Regions from separate parts of the Mus musculus genome. Here regions 1 and 2 are each linked to region 3. A link is a contact called in public promoter capture Hi-C data. All regions are on one chromosome and are shown on one strand. Each heading gives the region's core, a stretch centred on a gene start, on an enhancer-like site or on the middle of the called end of the contact. The rest is flanking DNA. Distances are from core to core; before and after follow the strand shown. Region 1 holds the start of Kdm4c (lysine (K)-specific demethylase 4C). Region 2 holds the start of Dmac1 (distal membrane arm assembly complex 1). Region 3 holds the start of Cdk5rap2 (CDK5 regulatory subunit associated protein 2).

Region 1 (2,700 bases), core at 25-2,524, 3.8 Mb before region 3:
CTACCATACAGAGTTCTAAGTTGGGCAGGACTACATATAAGACCCTGACTCAAAAAACAACCAAAAATACCAAAAGTTTTAACCATCACACTTTTAAATTAGAATACTAATAACTTTTCCCATAGAAAGAGTTAGGCTCCACTCCCTTCCGCCCTTTTTAAACGCAAAACTCAAGTGGGTGAAATACAGCAAAGATTGGTGCTAACCTAAGCTTACCGAGCCTATCAAAAGCGTCTCCCGGGTTCCGAATTGCTTCATTTCTAACGTAAGCTTTCTAAGCAGTACTAGGTAAATCACCAAGTGTGAGTGACCGTACTGAGTCCAAGATTTAAAAAAAAAAAAAAAAAAAAAAGTTGGTCAAGTCTTCCAAGTCTTCTCTCAGAGCACCTGACTGACTACGTGCGAGCTTGCGGGCTCAGCCACACCGGCGGCTGCCTTCTGGGTCCCCAAGAAAATCCTCAGAACTGAGTCCAGCTGCTTTCACTGCTGAGCAGAGAACACCAACTTCCAGCCCGAGCTAGACCGCCTGCCTTCTTGGCATTCCCATCGCACAACACGCCCTCTCTCCCTGGCAGTTCACATGCCGCAACGAAGTCGCATCTATTAAGCGCCCACTGTCTACCCCGCATCATGGCTCCCCCCAGGAACCGCACAAAGAAATGGCCTCAAGACGGAGGAAAGAAAAAGGGAAAGATCATCTGCTAGGGCCAAGAACGAACCCGAGTGAGGGTCGGGCTACCTGCTACCTCGCGGATCCGGACATCCCGACCCAAGGGAGGCTCGGAGGACGCACAGGCCCGGCCTTCCTGGAGTCGGCCGCAGAGGGGTCGGTCGGCGCCCCAGACCACACAGGCGTGGCAGTCCGGAGCAACAGCACCTCCGATCGGCTCCCGGGAGGCAGGCGAGCGAGCTCCCGAATCCCGAGGGCCAGAATGGACTGTCAGGGCCGCCTCCTCCCTCCCAGCTGACTGCTTTGCACCGCGGAGCGCCCAGGCCCGTGCTGCCCTGCGAAGACCGGACCGAGGCCGCCACCCTTCCCGCTCCGTCCCGACCAAGAAGAGGTTACCTGCGCCGCTGGCGGAGGTCCAGACGCCACCCGAATGAAAGGGATGAAAAGTGCGGCCTCCCCTGAGGGTTTTGGGAATCTTTGGAAGACTTGTTCCGCACTGGGTGACAGCTGTTCGCTGCGCACGCGCACGGGGCGCCACCACGGAATCCCTCCGCCGCGCTCCCCTCCCTCCCGGCTCGGAGGTGGGCGGGAGGCGGCGCGGGCGCGCAGGCTGTGCGGGCTGCCTCTGCCTGCGTGTGGCGCACGCGCCCCCACGTGACCGCTGGGCCGGGCGCTCTCTGGGTCACGTGGGTCTCTAAACTGCTTAAAGGTGCCCGACTTGAAGCCGAGACTTCCGCCTCTTGCCTAGTCTACGCTTGCCGTGCTGTATTTCCTTTTGCCTTGGGGACAAGCTCGCCTCTTCTTTCTCAAAGGAGGAAAAACACTGACGAAGCAGAAGGAGCAGGTGCGCAACAGATCTTTGTCGGATCACTCACTAGGTTCCCACAGGGGCTGGACCTGAAATAAAATAGTACACGAACACGCCTGCAGGGACTCGGTGCGAGTCTATGGCAACCCTCGGTGCAAGAACGGCTGGCTGATTTTTACCTCGAGTGGAGGTGGTCAGGAAGGCCAGACTCACGATGACATTGTCCTGTGCCGGTACACCAACCAGTGGGCTGCACCTCTGAGCCTACTTCAGTCGGAGATCCCAAGTGAGCAGTGTTCCCAAATTCCTAGCAACCAAGCCTGCCCTTGAGCAAAAAGGTCTAATACTTAAAGACTAGAGAAATCTTGATTAGGGATCCTGAATTGAGTTACCTTCCTACACGTCTGTGTAAATCTGACTTCCAAGACCGCAGAGGAATCACACAGATCTCAAACTCTTACTTCCAGATAGGTGCCTAAACACTAAGCGTTTTGCAAAGGCTAAACAGGTTTTACTGTCCCACAGTTCCTATCTGGGTTTTTTTGTTGCATTTCTTCTAGTTACTGACCAGGCATATACAAAAGTGAGCACACAGGACCATCATTTTACGTGTTGTTAGAAAACAAGGATTTCTAATGAATGTGGTGCATACTTATAACCCAGGACTTGGAACAGAGATCAGAGGACTAGAAATTCAAGATCATTCTCAACACATCATAGACCTGAAGTTAGACTGGGCTACATGATATGCTGTCTCAAAAACTGATCACCTCTTTAAAAAAAAAAAGCTCAACATAACTATTTAAATGTACTTAAATGTGTTTTTTTTAATTTATTTCTTTTTTTTTTTTTTAGGGGGAGCACTGTAAAGACAGATGGGATATGGTTAATTAACTGAAAGATAATGAGATCTAACCACCATATTTCTTTGACTGGAAAAACACCGCTTGGGGGCTAGAGAGATGGCTCAGTGGTAAAGAGCATCGACTGCTCTTCTGAAGGTCCTGAGTTCAAATCCCAGCAACCACATGGTAGCTCACAACCATCCGTAATGAGATCTGACGCCCTCTTCTAGTGCATCTGAAGACAGCTACAGTGTACTTAGATATAATAATAAAAAAATAATAATAATAATAAAACACAGCTTAGGGTTTGGAAAAATACAATTCTAAACTTACTTAACTTATATATAGTCAACTGGTAATTTTTCAATGTGGATATT
Region 2 (2,700 bases), core at 111-2,610, 4.9 Mb before region 3:
TGGGGGTTACTCATGAAAGCTGAATCTCTGGGGCACTTTGCTCAATTTGGATGCCAACTCTGTAGGTCACAGTCCCCTCTGCCCAAGTTTTATTGTGTATATAACCTTAGGGTTGAATATTGTTTTTAGGAAATGATGAATTTGTTTTTTGAACCTTCTATGTTTCCTTTCATTCCTGGGTCTTTAGGAGCCTCCCTTCAGGTTAGAAGGTGTCAGTTTAGAGGAAACTGCTACATAAGAATTTAGTTTTTACCAATATCCTCCTGAGAACAGCAAGCACAAGAAATAGATAGCCAACTGTAAGCAGAGAGAATGAAAAGCGAGCTGAGACTGGAGTTGGTGACACCTGTTGTTTTGCAAAGACACAGTCAGAAAGATGCAGTCTTTTGTTTTCCATGTGTGTGTTGTGCATGTATATGTGTTTGCATGTGTGGGTACAGATGTGTGTATGGTCCCAGTTGCCTCTGGATACCAGGGATTACTGTCTAGAGTCTCTCTTGAATGCTTCTCACGTTATATGTTAAGGCAAGCACTCCACCTGAATCCAGAACTCAGATCGTGGCTAATGTAGCTAAACTGTTTCTCTTGTAGTTCATCTCCTTGTTCTGACTGAGAATTATAGATGCCCTGCCATACCCACTCAACATTCTGTGGGTTCTGAGCATCTGAACTTATCTTACATTTCCTGCCCGCAGAGCAAGCACTTTAACCACAGAACCATCTCCTCGGCCCTTTAAAGCTCATCTGACAGGATAAAAATGCAAAAGTGTAAAAAAAAGTCATTAACCTGAGTTTGCACCTAATTTTTTTTATGAGAATTAAAATCATAAATATGACACAATTGAGAGCACAACCTTAATAAACAAAGAGAGTATCCAGGTAATTCAAACACATTTTTAATATCTTGATTATATCTGTATATTTCTTTCAAAGTAAGTACAATGTGAAAACTTTGAGCCTTTACTGGTCTATCTTGTACTAGGAAACGAGTATGTTGAGAAACGGCAGAATACACAGAATTGCAATAGGTAAGCACTTGGGTAAGAACATACAATTACTTAGAATATAATCTCTGTTGATTAGACTTCATGCCAGGACCTTAGTTTGTGTTAGTCGGGAAGCTTAGAGATCCACAGTTTTTCTTTAAGAAGACTGAAATCTATACTTTCATAAAGTAGTATAAAACAGTTTCTAACACACCGGGATGAGGCAGCCTTGACTTTTGAACTTCTGGATTACACAAGCCTCTGAGGCGGCTGCAGCTCCGCCCTGTTCCGCCCGGCTCCTGCTGCAACTACATTTCCCAGAAGCGCGGCGGCTTTTACGTCAGCGTGCTGCTTTCCGGCAGCATTTTACAGCATTTCAAAGTGAAGGCTCGGCTCGCTGTGCACTCTTCTGACATGGGGTCCTCTTTTTCGGGGAGTACCGAGTTTTCCGCTCCTGCCCCCCCAACTGTTTCCACAGCGGTTCCCGCGAACCCACCCGCGAAATCCGCCGTGCCGGCCTCCCCCGCCCGGGACCCTGAGTTAAAAACCTGCTGGAGTTGTCGCGTGCTGTCGGGCTCTACACTCTTCGGGGCGGGCACCTACGTCTATTTGGTGGCCAGGCGGCCCCTGAAGCAAGGAATCCCACCTGGCCCAGGCACCGTTCTGCAGATGGTCATCGGCATCAGTGAGCAGGAGCGGGGACAGCGTGAGGGGTGGGGTGGGGTGGGTGATTACTGGGACGCCTTTCCCCTCACGGCCCTGTAAGAAAGATTACCGAATGATCGACCTTTCTTCTTCAACCATGAGAGGGTTAAATAAAATGCTTTATGCAGAGCACTGGGTAAACTAAAATGTAATATACAAAAGGCACTTTTTTTTCTTGTTCTTTTTTTCAGGTATTGCCTGTTGGGGTGTAGTTGTTCTGGTAGACCCCAAAGGGAAGAGCCACCCAGTTATTTGAAAATACCAGCAGTTCATTGTTGTCTATCATCACTGGCTTCTGGGCAGACAGAACAAGCGTTGGGTTGGTGGATATTCGTTGCACACACGGCCAAGGATGTACTTAACTGTAAGGACATACCGAGAAGATTGTGAAGATATGAGCTGTCATTCTTTGGCCATGGATGCTTACGGTTTACCCCCTCTCAGATTATAAAGAGACAAATAAACCCCTTGGAAGCAAACATGGTTCTCTGTCTTGTCCAGGGAGGTTATGTGCTGTTCAGTTTATACTGAAAGATAACGTTTTTGAGAACATATTAAAATGGGATAAATGATAAACCAACAGCAAAATAAACTATTTTTTAAATAATAAGTAGTTCTTTTAATTTTTCTAAACATATCAACAGTTATTGGCAACCTAACCCTAAATAGGTACATGAGAGTTTTTCAAACTTTCCAAATTATCTTCAAGTCCACCCCTGATTATATTATTGCATCTGAAAGCCTTGGACCTAGCCATTGGGTGTCCTTTAGTGGCTCATCCGTTCAGTGATGGAGCAAATTTTTCTTCCTAGTTCTGTCTTTCACAGCTGACTTAGTTTCAGAGAGCCAGGAGTTCCTTTATACATTAAATGTCAGTATGTAATAAAAGATGTAAATGAAAATATTTGAGAAAAATTCCAAAAGAAAAATCTGCTGATGGCTTTTTCCGTAGATATTTAGGATGAGTTTATAAGGGCTTTAAAAAGTTATAAAAGTAATGTATGCTTAC
Region 3 (2,700 bases), core at 201-2,700:
AAGTACTGTGCTAGACTTTCTGTCTTTTTTGATTTCTGTTTTTGTTTCACATTTCATACATGTATACAATGTGTTATGGTCATAGTCATCACCTCCCATTATACACTCTTGTCCCCATCCATGCATGCTGACTCCTTTGTTCTTTCCCACTGCCTGCTCTCCCTCTCCCTCCACCTCCCCACTTTCCCTCTCCCTCCCCCCTCTCCTACTTTCATGTTCTTTTCCTCCTCACTGAGTTTAATTAGGGTTGTGTGTATGAGTATGGATGGGGGTTATTCAGTGGTCCTCCTCCCAAGCAATTATAGATCGCATGTCTGAACTTTAAGTTCTAAGTTGGAAAAAGAACAGAATACTTGTGGAATATAGCCTGTGTGCACCATTTAGGGCGTTGGGGTTTAGAAGGACCTGGGCTCAAATCATATCTCTGTTTATTGCCAGTTTGCAAAGAAAGAGTGTTTAGGGTTGTAGGGACATGAGAATTATTATTGAAAGAATTCCTAAAGTTATCTCAGGTTATTCTTACAAAAAATAACTTGCAGATTGTCCAGTCAAAGGGATGTGACAGAACAGGTTTACTGCCAGGGACCACTGTTCCACATCCAAGCCTTCTCCTCTCCAGTCTTCCCCAACCCTCCCCTCCCCTTCCTTATTCCTGGGTAGATTTATTAAAGAAAAGTGACAAAAACTCCTGAGAGTGGGAGGAGTTTCAAGGCAGGAAAAGCTGAAATTCCAATTTAATCTGGACCTTTGTTTGGGAGGGGAGAAATGTCTCTTCTTAGAATACATTCACTGGCCAAGAAGGTTAAAACATGGTTCCAGAGTGCTGAGATGTTGATACGAGGAGCTAAGGATCTGGTTTTAGTGGATAGTAAACTTGTTTATTACTTTGGGCAAGTAATTTCTTCTCTCTGAGTCTCTGTTTACTGATTGCTGGTGCATGAGTCCTAATAGTAACAAAATGCACATGAAGTATGGGTGACCCCTTTATAGGCATGCCGCTTGAAACTAACCCTGTAAACTACCGTTTGTAATAGCGCTCCACAGGTGGTATTTTTCTAAATCGAAGCAGAACTCAATTATCTGAGTCTCAACTTAAGGCAGAGCCTTTTGGGTAGAAAGAGCCTAAGGAGCGATTTTGGAGTCATGAGTCTGGAACACCAAACAGATTGATACTCTGAGCTGTTCCACCTCCCGCTTAAATTAACTGATCCCGGCGGACTTTTACCCTCAACAAATATGGCGCTCGCCTTGGCTTCGGCCCGAATGCCCTCACCCACGAAACATGGCTACCGCTTCTTTTCTCCTAGTGTTGCACGCTGGAGTGCGCAGGTTCTGCCCTGAGTTAAGATGGCGTCCAGGCAAAGCTCTTCTTGCCCGGTTTCGGGTCGTTGCAGGGCGGCTTCACCGCGCGTGCCTGGGTGACCCCGCCTTGTTTCCGTAGGAAGAAGCGCCGGGAAAGATGGCGGCGGCTGCGGTTTGAATTCCAGCGGCGCCGCTTGACTGAGAACAAGAGCTGGGTTGGAGGGGGCGGGACCTGGGGAACCGAGCGCGCCGCGACTGCCGGGGAACCAGTGGCGCTGCCGCCGCCGACACCGGCGCCACCACTCTGCGTTCACGATGGACTCGGGGATGGAAGAGGAAGGCGCCCTGCCTGGGACCCTCAGCGGTTGCAGGTGTGGCCCTGGCTTTGGGATTCGTGGTACCTGGGTTGGGGTTCCCGTTGATGGCGACTCACTCCCTGGAGGCCTTCGGTTTGCTTGGGGATGGTCTCGGCTGCGCCCCGAGTGTGGTGGGACCTGGGTGTCCAGCCAGCACTACATTGGACTGTGTGTTGTGTGTTCTGGAGTACTTTGAGGACGATGTGTAGGCTAGGCAGGGGGGCTTTTTGAAAGAGTGTGAGGAGATGGGTCTAATTAGTAGGGGGTGGCTGGAACTGGACATCAGAGCACTTAGGTGGTTGATTCTTGTTTGGGGCTTTGCATTCATTATGGGGAGTGTAGTTGTTATTTTAGACTTTGTTTATGGGGTCACGGGACAAAGTTCTGTGGAGCCTTGGCTAGAGATGGACAAAATTTAATTAAAAAAACGGCCTATACCCTGACCACGTAGGTGACCTTGGTAAGTTGACTTCCCCACTGAAAAGTGTACTAACGCCGATGTGCACTCACCAAAAACGGGATGAGAATGAAAAGAAGCAATGGCTACCCAGCAGTTGTATTGGCTGACATTCAACCGTGGTGAAAAGGATGATGACTACCACTATTACAAGTTGTGGCTTCTCTTCAGATCCCCTGGGACCAGAAATTGGATTATTTGGGGCATTTAGAGCGGGCGGATGGCATGAGAACTAAACTAGGAGATCTGCTAATGCTCTCCTCCTTTCTCTCTCAGCCTTGACTGGACAGATGCTGCATTCATACCTGCTCATTCATCTCTTAATCTGCCCTAGGCCCTCCAGGTGCCTTGTCATCTTCAGGATGAAGTTCTCTACTGTGGCTTCCAAGTTTCTCTATAATTGGCTGCATCTGCCTCTCTAGCCTCCCCACCCCCCACCCCACCCCTTCCCAACCCTGTCTCTTCTCCAAGCCCTCTACCCTGTGCCTGACTGCCAAGCTCGGTCAGGAACGATCTTACTGAGTTGTTCCTTGTTCTCAGGCTTGGGTACCTGCTGTTTCTGCTGTGTCCCTTATTTACATCCAG

The links. Promoter capture Hi-C pulls out the DNA fragments that hold promoters and counts their contacts.
Region 1: a promoter capture Hi-C map of pre-B cells shows a contact between it and region 3. The contact joins the promoter of Kdm4c here to the promoter of Cdk5rap2 in region 3. A contact is called at or near these places in 1 of 39 promoter capture datasets (pre-B cells), 6 of 484 Hi-C or Micro-C datasets (CD4 T cells, CD8 T cells, the G1E-ER4 cell line and 3 more) and 1 of 115 datasets of contacts at active chromatin or transcription factors (astrocytes).
Region 2: a contact with region 3 is called in a promoter capture Hi-C map of pre-B cells, with 5 times the contacts expected there. The contact joins the promoter of Dmac1 here to the promoter of Cdk5rap2 in region 3. A contact is called at or near these places in 2 of 39 promoter capture datasets (liver and pre-B cells).

The regions. Positions count from the first base shown.
Region 1 is chr4:74,250,453-74,253,152 of GRCm38.p6, reverse strand. It overlaps Kdm4c (lysine (K)-specific demethylase 4C), which reads right to left and starts at 1,274. Exons shown (of 22, transcript NM_144787.2): 1 at 1,067-1,274.
Region 2 is chr4:75,276,952-75,279,651 of GRCm38.p6, reverse strand. Dmac1 (distal membrane arm assembly complex 1) reads left to right here and starts at 1,360. Exons shown (of 2, transcript NM_025849.4): 1 at 1,360-1,671; 2 at 1,883-2,301. The coding sequence starts at 1,401. The coding sequence ends at 1,947.
Region 3 is chr4:70,409,185-70,411,884 of GRCm38.p6, reverse strand. It overlaps Cdk5rap2 (CDK5 regulatory subunit associated protein 2), which reads left to right and starts at 1,450. Exons shown (of 37, transcript NM_145990.4): 1 at 1,450-1,673. The coding sequence starts at 1,618.